Regions from separate parts of the Mus musculus genome. Here regions 1, 2, 3 and 5 are each linked to region 4. Evidence: chromatin contacts called from public Hi-C, HiCAR-type, Micro-C and promoter capture Hi-C data. All regions are on one chromosome and are shown on one strand. Each heading gives the region's core, a stretch centred on a gene start, on an enhancer-like site or on the middle of the called end of the contact. The rest is flanking DNA. Distances are from core to core; before and after follow the strand shown.

The links. Promoter capture Hi-C pulls out the DNA fragments that hold promoters and counts their contacts. Hi-C and Micro-C count contacts between places; a contact is called where the count stands out from the background. HiCAR-type assays count read pairs that join an accessible place to other places.
Region 1: a contact with region 4 is called in a Micro-C map of embryonic stem cells, with 4 times the contacts expected there. The contact joins the promoter of Slc35f4 here to the promoter of Armh4 in region 4. A contact is called at or near these places in 8 of 39 promoter capture datasets (cranial neural crest, epiblast stem cells, hippocampal neurons and 4 more), 2 of 484 Hi-C or Micro-C datasets (both in embryonic stem cells) and 1 of 9 other capture datasets (liver).
Region 2: a Hi-C map of the N1E-115 cell line shows a contact between it and region 4, with 2.4 times the contacts expected there. The contact joins the enhancer-like site here to the promoter of Armh4 in region 4. A contact is called at or near these places in 10 of 39 promoter capture datasets (the 3T3-L1 cell line, 3T3-L1-derived adipocytes, the C10 cell line and 6 more) and 1 of 484 Hi-C or Micro-C datasets (the N1E-115 cell line).
Region 3: a contact with region 4 is called in a HiCAR-type map of embryonic stem cells, with 4 times the contacts expected there. The contact joins the enhancer-like site here to the promoter of Armh4 in region 4. A contact is called at or near these places in 12 of 39 promoter capture datasets (the 3T3-L1 cell line, 3T3-L1-derived adipocytes, the C10 cell line and 7 more), 1 of 115 datasets of contacts at active chromatin or transcription factors (embryonic stem cells) and 1 of 9 other capture datasets (adipose tissue).
Region 5: a contact with region 4 is called in a promoter capture Hi-C map of embryonic stem cells, with 4 times the contacts expected there. The contact joins the enhancer-like site here to the promoter of Armh4 in region 4. A contact is called at or near these places in 11 of 39 promoter capture datasets (the 3T3-L1 cell line, 3T3-L1-derived adipocytes, the HPC-7 cell line and 7 more) and 1 of 115 datasets of contacts at active chromatin or transcription factors (embryonic stem cells).

What each region holds. Positions count from the first base shown.
Region 1 is chr14:49,524,517-49,527,216 of GRCm38.p6, forward strand. Slc35f4 (solute carrier family 35, member F4) reads right to left here and starts at 1,321. Exons shown (of 8, transcript NM_029238.2): 1 at 995-1,321. The coding sequence starts at 1,097.
Region 2 is chr14:49,292,923-49,295,622 of GRCm38.p6, forward strand. No RefSeq gene overlaps it. Among named protein-coding and RNA genes, the nearest start is that of ccdc198, 49 kb to the left of the region's middle. Within about 2 kb of position 1,344, at least 21 of the 459 cell types and tissues checked have an H3K27ac peak or open chromatin away from gene starts, as enhancers often do. A contact at or near this core is called in the N1E-115 cell line, where this site is marked.
Region 3 is chr14:49,361,057-49,363,756 of GRCm38.p6, forward strand. The region is part of intron 1 of Slc35f4 (solute carrier family 35, member F4); the gene reads right to left. Among named protein-coding and RNA genes, the nearest start is that of Gm52146, 24 kb to the right of the region's middle. Within about 2 kb of position 1,330, at least 6 of the 459 cell types and tissues checked have an H3K27ac peak or open chromatin away from gene starts, as enhancers often do. A contact at or near this core is called in embryonic stem cells and stem cell-derived epiblast-like cells, where this site is marked.
Region 4 is chr14:49,782,007-49,784,706 of GRCm38.p6, forward strand. Armh4 (armadillo-like helical domain containing 4) reads right to left here and starts at 1,377. Exons shown (of 8, transcript NM_026142.5): 1 at 1,262-1,377. The coding sequence starts at 1,270.
Region 5 is chr14:49,274,197-49,276,896 of GRCm38.p6, forward strand. No RefSeq gene overlaps it. Among named protein-coding and RNA genes, the nearest start is that of ccdc198, 30 kb to the left of the region's middle. Within about 2 kb of position 1,350, at least 5 of the 459 cell types and tissues checked have an H3K27ac peak or open chromatin away from gene starts, as enhancers often do. A contact at or near this core is called in embryonic stem cells, where this site is marked.

The DNA.
Region 1 (2,700 bases), core at 71-2,570, 260 kb before region 4:
CAACAAACCAAAAAAATAAAAAAAATAATAAAAAAACCAAACCAAACAGGCTTCACTTTGGTGCTTAGCAGAACTAATCCTAGCAGATACAGTGGGGGGTTTGTGTGTCAGGGAAACAGAATGTGGAGACTAGAAACATAGAGACCCTCACTGCATCCCCAGCAACACGGTGTGTGTGTGTGTGTGTGTGTGTGTGTGTGTGTGTGTGTGTGTGTGTGTGTGTGTGTGTGTGTAGGAAGCGGTAGTGGATGAAACTGCTTCCAAAACCTGAGAGCAACTATGCAGACTGGCGTAATCTAGCCAGAATAAAGCTGAAATCCAGCAGCTCAGAGGTGGCCGCGTTGTGTGGAGGGTGTAGGTAGCTCCGCAATTCAGCCACTTAAGCAGGTTCTTTTCACTGCTCAGGGGGTAGAGAACCTTCTAAGGATGTTTTATCATGAACAATTATCGTGCTGGCAACATTTCAACAACCCCTGGTGAACAAGCTGACCCACCCAGCCAGTCTAACCTCAACCAACTAATGTCCCCCACAGTCTTCATCCCCAGCGTGGGGTAAGCACCCTGACACAGAGTCAAGCTTTCTGAGTGGGTATCCCAAGGGCTGATGGTCAGCTAGTGGAACAGCCATGTTAGCATCCTCCAGGCATAAATCAGCCTCCGGTAGGCTGACCGACGACAATCAGGAGCGCTTGCCCTGTCCTCTACACGCCTCTACCTCCAAGACTGAGACTGTCCCCAAACTCCTGGGTTCAAGCGCCCAGCCCCAATGGCTGCCTCGAGGTTCAGCACCGAGGACAGCGGACATCGGACATACTTTACTCCCTGAGGTCCTGGAGGCCAGGGCAGTGTTTGTGAGGGAGCAGACAATGCTGCAGGTGTCCCACCGCGCGCCTTCTGGCACCGCACCCCTGCCCCCTGTCTCCCTGTGCCCCTGTGCTCCTGAGCTCCCATCTCCCACCCGCAGTTCGCTCAGGACCGCCTCGCGGCGTCTTACTTTTCTGGCTGGAGTAACCCGGGTAATAGCCATAGTAGCCAGTAATCCGCAGGATCCGGTCCTCGATGGTGGCCACCCCGTTGGGGGCCGCCTTGACATCCATAGAGAACGCGGGGCGGCGGCTCCCGGAGCCGCGGGGCGTAGAGCAAAGCGCGGGGCCCGGGAGCTACTGCAGGTACCGCCGCCGCCGCCGCCGCCGCTGGTGCTGATGTTGCAGCTCGTGCTCCCGCGCCCCAGCTCTGATTCCACCGCTGGGCGCAGCTCTGGCTTCGCATCACAGCGGCGGCGGCAACGGCAGCGGCAGCGGAGCGGCCCCCACTCTGGCCGGCCTTTCTGTCAGCCTGGCAGCTCACCCGCCCGCCACCAGCTCACTGCTGCCCGAACAGCGCCCCCTCACCTCCGACGCCCACCCAGGTCTGGGACGCTTGTGGGCGCCCCACCTGGTCTCTGACTTTCACCGTTAACCCTTGTGCCAAAAGTAGACACCCCCAAGCCCACTTGAGGGAAGGACGGTGGCTAGATGCTCAAGGTGAACTGCTGTGGGTGGGAGACACTCACACAGAACTAGGGGTTAGCAATTCAAAAGATGCACACTGCAGTTTAGCACTTCTACCCTGCATTCGTTCCAGGCTCCTGCCCATTCCACCTTGGGTGTATGGATATGGAAAGCATTCACAGGCATTACTCGTTGCAACTTGTCTAGACATCCAAGGATCCTTTTTCTCCTTTTACCAACTGAGAAGGAGGAGGAGGAGGAAGAGGAGGAGGAGGGGAGGAGGAGGAGGAGGAAGAGGAGGAGGAGGAGGAGGAGGAGGAGGAGGAGGAGGAGGAGGAGGAGAAGAAGAAGAAGAAGAAGAAGAAGAAGAAGAAGAAGAAGAAGAAGAAGGAAGAAGAAGAAGAAGAAGAAGAAGAAGAAGGAGGAGAAGAGGAAGAAGAAGAGGAGAAGAAGAAGAAGAAGAAGAAGAAGAAGAAGAAGAAGAAGAAGAAGAAGAAGAAGAAGAAGAAGAAGAAGAAGAAGAAGAAGAAGAAGAAGAAGAATCTCGATCAGGTGGTGTGTGGATTATAATTACCCTAGTGAATGCAGAGATTTTAAGAGTTTAAGTCCTGTGTCTGATAGTCTACATGGGACCCCTACCTTCCAATAAACACAACAAAGGGTAGGACCATACATCTGAGCACAGCATATTCATTTGTCTAATTCTAAATATCCCACAATCTAAGAAAAAATATTTTCTTCTTTATTGTAAAACACATAAGAAGTAAGGGCTTTCAAACTGTATCTGAGCATACGAGCTATTGCCAAAGTCCAAAGACCAAAGAGAAACACTTTTTTTTCCTTTTGTTTTTTGTTTTGTTTTGTTTTTTGTTTTTTTTGTTTTGTTTTGTTTTTGTTTTTGTTTTTTTTTGTTTTTTTGTTTTTTTTTTCTGGAGACAGGGTTTCTCTGTGTAGCCCTGGCTGTCCTGGAACTCTCTCTGTAGACCAAGCTGGCCTCAAACTCAGAAATCAGCCTGCCTCTGTCTCCCAAGTGCTGGGATTAAAGCGTCACCACTGCCCGGCTACAGAAAGACTTATTATCTATGCAGAACATTCTAGAAGCTCTGTGATCAGGGTGAGCAGCCTTCACACCAATATGGCCCTTCTGAGTTGATGAGAAGTCCTAGAGTTAGCTGAATGCAAGGAGCAAAGGCTACCTTGTTCATAGATT
Region 2 (2,700 bases), core at 94-2,593, 490 kb before region 4:
GATTTACTCACCTTTTCTACCACTTAAGAGCACACTGAAAAGACACCTTTTATAAACCAGGAATGAAGCCCTCACCAGAGTTAGATATTTCATTATAAGACATCCTTGACGTAAATGATTCTTAACCTGATAGAGCAGTGCTAGCCAACAGGAATATAGTGTTAGCGATAGACATTTATGTGACGAGAATTTCTAGTTGCTACACTCAACAAAAGGAACAGGGCTGGGGATGTAGCTTAGTGGTAGTGCAGCTGAGTGGTCATGCAGGCTCAGTAGTAGAGCACTTACCTAGCGTGTGTAAGGCCGTGGATCCAATCCTCATCACTAAACTATGAAAATAAAAGTAAAAAATACACAGATGAAGTTGCTTTCAAAATACATTTCACTTAACCCACTATATTAAAAGAACACTCTTAATGTCTAACGAGTATAAAGCCAATACAAACCATTTTACGTTCTTATTTGAAAAAACACCAAGCCTTTCAAACCCAATATATTTCACATAACACATTTCAGTTTGTCCTTGGCACATTTCTAGATGTATATGTGGCTAGTTTGTGCCTAGTGTTTAGGACCATGTGCCTTCAGATCCACAGAGTCTCTGGATGTATTCTTCCAGAATAAATAGACTAAGCTCACGCTATTTTGGAAATCTTGCCAGGGCTCTTAGAACAGTTGCTGCAGTCTGTCCCTTAGAGCTGAGGTGAGGATCCTTGCTCTTATAACTCCTTAGACTTGGGAAGGATCCCGAGTTCCTGTCTCCAGCAAGTTGCCTTTGTTCTGGTAGCACACACAGGGGGACATGCTACCTACCTGTGTTAAAGTATGTCTTCCTTTTGTCTCTGGGATCTTGGCACTGACATCCTATACCACAAAGAACCCTCTTTCTTTTTACTTCCCTTCCAGTTGCCACAGGGATGCAGGAGGAAATTCATGGGAATAACCAGAACCACAGTTAATAGAGCCTTCTCACTTTAGCTGCCAGAGATAAACTGCAGGGCCTGTATCAGAGACACTTTGTGTTTCTGACAGGGGTTTATGGATCAGCAAGAAAGAGGATTTGTACTTAAGTATCAGGATATTCTCATGCTCTGCTAGTCATATTATTTACTCTTTTATCTCAGACATTGCCCTTCTCCTAGTCATTCGTCCTCTGTATCTTGACAAACTGCCTGCAAGAAATTAACAGGCATGCAAACCCTGGATGAGCAAAATTGATTCTCCTGTAATCTGTTCGTGAGGAGATCAGGACGTGGTTGAAGGGATTTTAATTTCAGAGCCGAAGTTGCTAGTCTGTCTTTTTGTCAGGCAATTAGTTCCACTGGCTGGGCATGAATGCTATGACTCAAAGTGCCAAGGGGACCAGGCATGGATGCTGCAGGAGCCTGCTCTGCTTCTTCCAACTTTGCCCATGCCAGCTTTTTTTTTTTTGTCTCTAGTTTATTTTGGGTAAGATTCTCAGATTCTCTCCTCAGCACCAGGCTATGTGGCTTTGTAAGGGCACTATGAGTCCCATGGTCAAAGGACACGCCTAGAAGCAAAGTTGTGTGCAAAGGCTCTAGACAAGTGCCTAAAGGAGACAGACAAGCCCTAGCAGGGTTATTGCTTATGAGTCTTATTAAAATCACAACATGTTATTTTAATTTTCAGCAATTTGAGGTGACAATTAGTCCTATCTTACATTGCTGAATTTGAAGGTGAGGGCCAGGGAGAGGCTACAATTTGTTAGTATCAGCTCTGTAAGAAATGTATGCTGCATTCACACATGGGTGCTCTTATTCCTGAACTATATTGGACACTCAGTAACTCACCGAAACCATTGCCTCTGGGACTCTGGAAATGAGCAATGTTTCTACAACTATATCTCAGCAAGATGCTTTTGACCATTGAGCAGGGACCAGTTTTACTTCCTCTAGTGTCCTCCAAGACCTAGATGCAGCTGGCCCATCGAGGCACAACAACACATAGACACCCCTATTTTCCCAGTGACCAAAGTGCAGCACCCCCTTTGATTCTCAAGATGACCATGAGAGGCATCTATGAAAGGCATTGTCCTTCTTTATATAGGTAGCAGAATCAAAGGCAGGGGTGGGCCTTATAATCCTAAAAGTAATCTAAATAAAGTTTGAAGCTGTTGCTTTAATTGTGTCAGGGCAACAACTTACCTGTAAGCTCCTGCAATCCAGTCTCTTTCCTGCATGTCTGTGTATCCACTCCTCTTCTTATAAGATGTGAACTATTTTTAAGATTACAGAAATTCCAAACCCACAATGCTGTCCCAGAGTCAAGTAGGGACCAATGAGTAGCAATGTCAAAGAAAACCACTTTCAAGCAACAATAGGGGTAAGCGAGCAAATGAGTGAATAACACAGTAGAAATATTTTCTTCAAATAGGCTGAGCTAATTATGGGGATCCATATAGGCTGAGCTAGTTATGAAGGTCTACTGTACATTGAACAAGTAGTTTTTAGGATAGAGGATACTATTTTTCAAAATGAACCATCCAAAAGAGCAAAACAACTCATTGCTTAAAGATATCAAAATGCAATTTTAAATGTCATGTATATAATATGTCAAGCTTAGAAGGTTAGTCATTGATTACCACAATTGACAATAATTTAATGAGGCAAGAGCAATGTTTGTATCAATATGGCATTTAAATAGCCCAAAGTAACTGTAATGTAGATAATAAACTAATTT
Region 3 (2,700 bases), core at 80-2,579, 420 kb before region 4:
TATATAATCTCTGCTGTTGCTGGCTGCTATGGGCAAGGAAACTTCTTTTGCAGTGGTATTGATGACGGCAGACTTATAACTGAGAGTGAGAGACATCGAAGGCTTATGTGACAACCTCCTCCAGACCCCCATCCAAGGGAAAAAACAGTCTAGACAGGTTATTAAGACTCCTTAAAAATTGTGATAAAGATGCTGAAGTATAGACTTCACAGTTAATGACTTCTCTTGGGGGTGGGGAAGGACTCAATTTTCCTAAAAGGGATTGGTCACTGGGAGTTTGACCAGGCTTCAATGAGTACATGGGCAACACAAATTGGACTTGGTGGGGAGAGCACAAGGGTGGAAGGGTAGACCTGGGAGAAATGGAAAGTTAGTGTGATTAGCATGCATTGTATGAAATTCCCAAGTAGTTATTAAAAATATTGTGTTGAGGGTAAAAAAAAAACTGCAAGGGAAAAAGATCAAGTAACATAAAAATACATACGTATTAGGATTACACCTGGTTTCCCAATTGGGAGACTAAAAACCAGAAAGGCCTGGACAATATGTGCTACAGGCTCTAAAAGCCCACAGATACCAGCCCAGACTACTATACCAAGCAAAGCTTTTAATCACCATAAATGAAGAAAATATGATCTTCTATGATGCAGTCAAGTTTAGACAATATATGTCTTCAAATCCAGCTCTACAGAAAGCACTAGAAGGAAAACACTAATGTACGGAGGTAAGCTACACCCATAAAATATAGGAAATAAATAATCTCATACTAGCTAAACCAAAAGAAGACACACACACACACACACACACACACACACACACACACACACACACGCACACACACCTCACCATTACTACCACCACCACCACCACCACCACCACCACTAACAACAACAACAATAACAACAACATAAGAATTAACAACCATTGGGAATTGATTTCTCTCAATATCAGTGGTCTCAATTTTCCAACAGAAAGAAACAGGCTAACAGCGTAAGACTCTGACAAACCTTAACTTACTGGGGACCCCCTGAGTGAACAATGCAGAGTCGGGAACTGGTGCAAAAGCAAGAGGAATTTCATTGTTCCAGCATGCTGGGGTTGTCCTGCACACAAAGGAGAGAGAATGACCAGGTGTGGTCCATTCAGAGAGTTTTTATACAGTTTTCAGAGCAGCAGCCATTAGGCACAATGTGATTGGCAGAAAAAAATGTGACTTTTAGGGAATGAGGTGGCAAGGACTTCCCTTGTCTGCAGGTGTCCACCCTGTGGAATGTGTCTTCGTGCCCTGGGCCTCCCCCACCCTCAGGTGGCAGTTGGTCAGTCCCCTCTGCCCCCTGTAGTCTGAGGAATGTAATTGGCCTCTCCCTTCTGAAGGGTAGCGGTGCCTAAATCTCCATGACCTTTCTCTTCCAGGAAGGGAGGGGTCTGGTGGAATTTTCCAAAGGTCCTGCACTGACCTCTTCAACAGAATGGATGCAAAGCCAGAATCCATCCTCTCCTATATCCAAGAAACACACCTCAGCATCATGGATAGACATTACACCAGGGTAAAGAGTTGGAAAAGATATACCAAACAAATGGACCTAAGAAGCAAGATGGTATGGCCATTTTAATACCTAAAAAAGGAAAAGAAAATAGACTTCAGACCAAAACTAATCAGAAGGTATGGGGAAGGACACTACATATACACCAAAGAAAAGGATTCACCAAGAAGACATTTTAATTCTTAACATCCATGCTCAAAGGGCACTCAAGTTTATAAAAGAGGTGCTACTGTAGCTTAAGTCACATATTGACCCTTGCACACTGAGAGTGGAAGATTTCAAAACTCCACTCTCACCAAGGGTCAGGTCATGTAGACAAAAACTAAACAGAGAAATGCTGGAGCTAACTGACTGGCTTTTGCATCAGTTCCTGACTCTGCATTGTTCACTCAGGGGGTCCCCAGTAAGTTAAGGCTTGTCAGAGTCTTACACTGTTAGCCTGTTTCTTTTTGTTGGAAAATTGAAACCACTGATATTGAGAGAAATCAATTCCCAATGGTTGTTAATTCTTATGCTGTTGTTGTTGTTAGTGGTGGTGGTGGTGGTAATGGAAAGGTGTGTGTGTGTGTGTGTGTGTGTGTGTGTGTGTGTGTGTGTGTATGTGTGTGTATGTATGTGTGTGTTTGACCTAATGGACCTAACAGATGTTTATAGAACATTTTACCCAAACACAAAAGAATATACTTTCTTTTTTGAACCTCATGGAACTTTCCTCAAAATTGACCACATACTCAATCACAAAGTCCCAACATATATAAGAAAATTGAAATTAAGTCCCAGCATCCTGACCACCAGAGATTATAGCTGGATATCACTAGCAACAGAAACAACAGAAAGCTAACAAATGTGTGGAAACTGAATAGTCCTCTACTGAAGGAAAAATATGTTAAGACAGAAATAAAGAAAGAAATTAAAAACTTCTAGAATTAAATAAAGATGAGTACACAGCATAGCTACAGTAATGGGACACAATGCAAGCTTTGCTAAGAGGAAAGTTCATAGCACTAAATACTTACATTAAAAAATTTGAAGTGGTTTCATACTAGCAACTTAATAGCACACCTGAAAGCCCTAGAATAAAGGGAAGTAAACACACTCAAGACAAATAAATGGCAAAAAAGAATCAAACTAAGGGCTGAAATCAATAATATAGAAA
Region 4 (2,700 bases), core at 127-2,626:
TCCAGCCGATGTCACAAATGCTACTGTATCCATAAGAGCAAACCAGGCTGGCTTTATAACCCTGAACAATAGGAGCAGCATTCTGACCCTGCAAAGCCTCCCTCTGGACTCCGACTCTTAGTGAATGATGCTAAGGATTTGCTGACTTCAGCTGCCTGCTCAGAAGATGCTTAGCTGAAGGAGACACACAGGGGCTTAATAGACTTCACATCAATAAAAACACAAAAAGAAGGGGGAGGCATGCAATTTCTGACCACGTATTGGTCCTCAGTGAAGAGCTCTTTCAGAACTCTGTGGGTGGTTTTCTAATCTTCTCTGAAATCCTCTTAGGTTTCAAAGGAAAACTTGCAAAGAAAAAAACATTGCAGACACTTGAAGAAGCCTTCTTTGCTATATTCCACAAGAGAGCTGCACTTTAATTTGGTACCCAAGTTTTCGTTCTAAGGAGAGGAAAGAATGTCTCATCTTGGAGAGCCCTGAATTCTTTGGCTGCTCCCTAGTTTAGCCAGGGTTCTAGTTTCCACAAGATTAGAATCTATATTGGCCGGCCTCTGTCAGTGACCAGGACACACATGCTAGGTCTCAGTGCCTCAAAACTGTGCTCTGTGCCTTGCTTGAGTGCCAAGCGCTGCAGAGTTTTCTCCCAGCTTGACCCCTAGTTCGTTTTTTTTTTTTTCTAATTAGGTTAAGTTCCCAGGGAGTGTCCTTCATTTGTCCTGGGGTACCCAGGAGAGCAAGAAGGCTCCCTGACATTCCTGCATCAAACATTCAACTATTTTTGTTTTTGTTTTCTGTAAAGTAGCAGGACCCTTTGGGGAGGCCACAGCAGTGCGCATTCGCTCCTCCATTGCTAGCTCTTAGTGGTACAGGAACACTGGGACCCAAGCTTTGAAAATGAACCACGGTCTTGAGGAACTTATCTTCCACAAGGTTGAACTGTAAGGGGAGGGGAGCAAAAGGAGCAAGTCCACACAAAAGCAGTCAGCCAGGAAGCTCTTCCTGTACAAAGGTTGCTCCCAGGTGCTGAGCAGCAAGGCTGGGTTGGACCAAGTAGTGCTGAAAGCCTTTCCCCGGCCTGCAAGATTCCTCCAGGGCTCACGGAGCTGTCCCTGCTCAGTCAGAGCCTGGGTACTGTGTTCCGGGAGGGTGCAGGGAGCTCCACCCTAGGGCTGCCCCACTCACAGAGCAAGCCCGCGCAGCCTTGGAATCCCGCCCCACCCCTGCCTCTCGCCAGGTCTGCAGAAGCCGGGCTTGTCCTCACCTGGAGCATTCAGCACAGCTGAGCGCGAAGGAAAGTGGCAGCGCCAGTGCCAGCCATCCCTGCCACGACTCACGTAGAGGCCGCCTACACTCCCTTGGCTGTCTGGGATGCTAGAGGGAGGGCGCTTGGCTTTGTTGTTTATTCATAAGACTGCAGCTAAGGCTAGGGATTGGCCAGCAGATAGGTACGCCCGCCTCTCTTGCAATGACGAGCTCAGTCACCACGCCCCTACAGTTTTGTGGACTCCGCTAACGCACAGGGCTGGATTAGAGTAGGACACCCGAGCCCGGGGCCCTTCAAGAGACCCTGCCCCCAACTGTCCCTCTTCACATCCTTGGCTTCTGCTGCAGCTCTCGCTACACTTTCAGAGAGGACACCAGATCACTGGTCCAACCAGAGCAGGAATTTCTCTGGTGTCTTGTAAACAAGCGGCACTCAGTCCTCAGATGCAGAGTGGTCCCTGTGGGAAGAGTGGGCATCTTGGTGGAGCTACTAATCAGAGGAACTCTGCAAGAACTGTTCCTGTCATTCAATCACATGTGCTAACTATCAAGTAGAAAATAAGAGTTAATAGGAGTCCGGGATTCTTTGCTCCTTCTGACACAAAGCAAGGTGCCATATAAATTACTGCATAAGAGCTGCACAAAAGCTCTGAAAATTAGAATGATCCCTTGAATGTTGAAGGTTCAGGACTACAGTTGGTGCAATGACCTAAGGCAGGGTTGCCCTTGCCTGTTATCTTTGAGCCTGTCAGGGACTCAGTTTCCCTTTCATTCTCCTAATTGTGAAGGGAAAGAAGTGAGGTTTAGAACAGGTCACACAGCACTCCCCCCTCGGTTCTGGTTCATAGGATAGCCTTTCTTCATGATGACCTTTTAAGGAGAGAGAGAGACAGAGAGACAGAGACAGAGACACAGAGAGAGAGAGCATGCACAAACGCACGCTTATCTTTGACGTATGCACCATCATCTTACTCTTCCAACTCCCCTTTACAACAGTTTGGTATATTTGAATGGAAGCCAGCAAGTGATTTTTGAATGGAATATGATTAAATTTAATTGATGGATGAAATCTATACTCTATACATGTGTTCAGCTCAATACATAATCCATTGTATGGTGACCAGGTCTCCTGCCAGATTAACCACACCCAACTAAGTGATATTTCAGAAGTTTCTTTTAAAGTCAATGGTTTGAAAATCAGGTCATGTCTTTTCATTATAAAATGTTCTATAATACGTATGGTAAGGTCCGAGCCAGCACACACACAAAAAAATGGATCAACTAAGCCCAAATTCTGGTAATTAAGAGAACTAAGGAAAACAACCCTAATGCTAAATATTGAGTCCAGAGTTCCAAGCTATGTATAAGAGATGGCAAGAGGATGCTATTCTCATTCCTCTCACATCCACAACCTGACCCATCCACAAACTTTATCTA
Region 5 (2,700 bases), core at 100-2,599, 510 kb before region 4:
ATGCCCTTCTTAAATTCCTCTATCATCATCATGAGATGTGATTTTAAATCAGAGTCTTGCTCTTCTGGTGTATTGGGGTATTCAGGGCTCACTGTGGTGGGAGAAATGGGTTCTGATGATGCCAAGCAGCCTTGGTTTCTGTTGCTTATGTTCTTGTCCGTGTCTCTTGCCATCTGGTTAACTCTGGTGTTAGCTGGTCTTGCTGTCTCTGACCTTGGCTTGTCCCTCCTGTAATCCTGCGTGTCAGCACTCCGTGGAGACCAGCTCTCTCTGGGTGGCATTTGGGTATGGAGAGCTTGGCAGAGCATCTGCTCTGGGGCACAGATGGAAACCATAAGCAGGCTGCTCCTTGGTTCCTGTGTCCGGAGGGCTCTGGGCAGGTCCCTTCTGGGCCAGGTATTTAAGCAGCAGTGATGATCTTACCTGTGCTCTCAGGTGTGTCAGCACTCCTGGGAGACCAGCTCTCTCCTGGCAGGATTTGAGTACCATGGAGGCATTTTCTTCATTGAGGTTACTTCTTGTCAGATGACTATAGCTTGTGTTGAGTTGACATAAAACTATCCAGCACAGATCCATCATTTCAAAATATATTTGCATTCAAAATCCAGCCACTAGAAGAAGTTACATGTTGTTATTCTTCAGTTTATTTCCACTGTAGTTAAAAATTCCATGGACGAGATAAGAGGACACTGTGTTTCTTTCCTTTTTAGCTTGCTACATGATTCTGATCTGTATCCAGTATATCCAACTGTATATCTTAGATATCTACTGGTCCAAAATATACTTTGATATATACTTTGAAAGAAAAACAGGAAAAAACCCTATGCTTTTTATAGAGCTCTAATAAGAGGTCACTACAACCTAAGGAACTCACTCATCCTCAGTTAGATAATGCAGGGAAGGGACCACTGTGTCTGGCACTCAAAGCCTTAGAACCCAGATCCAATCTAGTGTCCTGCTCAAATTGTCTTGCTCAACCTTGCACGACAGCCCTTATTTTTCACTGATCCCCAGCACAACCTCCTGTTTCTCTCAAATTTGTTTTCCCTTCATGTTCTGTAGTACTTTACAATGCTGAACTGTGAGCACCCCTAACTGTATCAGCTTTAGTGCCTCCCAGTTTTTGGTGCCCCAGGTACCTCCCTGAGGCATCCCTCTTTGCCTGCGAGATTATCATTCAGTTAGGTTTTCAGCCTAACACTTCTTCTCCAATCACCATATACATACATGGCATTGATAATACATCAACTGCTTCTATGATTTGCAAATTTACTTTCCTGGGGTGACTCTCAGGAAGTGAAGCAACAGGATCTTGCTTTAACAAAGGCTGTGCGTGGTTACTGGGTCATGGAGAATGCACTTAGTTGGGAAATGTAAATAGGAATGGCTGCAAGCACTAGGATGAGGTGGGGGTGGGGGCACACGAGATTTGCACACAAATGCAAGTTAACTGCATGTAGTGATCAGGTGCTTCCAGTACCCCACCCAATGAGTTTTTGATATTCTATCTTGGGAACAAAGAATGATTGTTACAGGAAATATCCAGCATCCTTCTTTTCTCAATAGGAGCAACTTGTTTTTTTCTAAGGCCTGGGACAAGGTAAAGCTTATGTATGCTATCGAATGCAGGCCTTGTAATCCACTCTTCTTATTTCCTGGGCCTGTGGAGGTGATAGGTACCCCGTGTGATTTATATGATCTGATGTAGGCACATGGCCTGAAGCTTTAGAAATTGTCCCCTTGTAGTCTGGATTTTAGGTTTTATTTATTTCTATTGTATGGGGTAATTAGGTGTTTATAAGAATGTTGCAGGATATTTGATCACACTGTGAACCCCAAGATTGTGATATTTACTGGAAAAATCTGATTTTAGTTGTGGTGCTGCTCAGCCTGAGCACACACCTTTAATCCAAGAGGTTTCTGCTTGAGTATTGTAAACATTATTATTATTACTATTATTATTTTCTTTTTTCAAGACAGGGTTTCTCTGTATAGCCCTGGCTGTCCTGGAACTCACTTTGTAGACCTCGAAAGTAAGCCATAGGTCAACCACAGTCAACTATGAAGGCAGAGCAAGCAACCAGTTGACAGGAAATGAACTAGGATTATTAAGGAAAAAAAAAACATAGAGAGTAAGAAGGAGTTAGGAGGATGGATAGAGAGACTACAGGAAATAGAAGGAGGGGGGCATTCAGTTTAAAGGAGGCTCTTTTGAGACTGTGTGTGTGTGAGAGAGAGGACATTCCTTCTTGGATGTCATTTGAGGGGGGAAGGTCAGCTGGGTACTTGCTCTGCCTCTCTGAGCTAGTAGGCTTTCACTCCAGCATCTGGCTCCTGAGTCTTCATTGGTAAAATCAAATGATTGAAATTTTGTTAAAAACAACCAAGTCTGTGAGCACACCAGATTGGAACAGGGTGTGAAGTTGAGTTAGACCTCACCAACTGCCCACCTGTCCCAGCTTGTGGTTGTGACACTTGCTATCAGAGTCTAGGAGGAGGTTCCTAGACAACATAGCCTGGTTGGAGCTCTCTTCTGAGTAATCTCTAGCTTGGCTCTCACAGTGGAGACAAATCTCAACTCCAATGTCAACTCAGGAAATTCTCCTGGGACCCTCAGAAAACAGTGGAAAGTCATAAATATAGGCTCCTTTCCTATTAATATTTCTGGAGTACCTTTAGCAATTATAAAGAACTTTCATA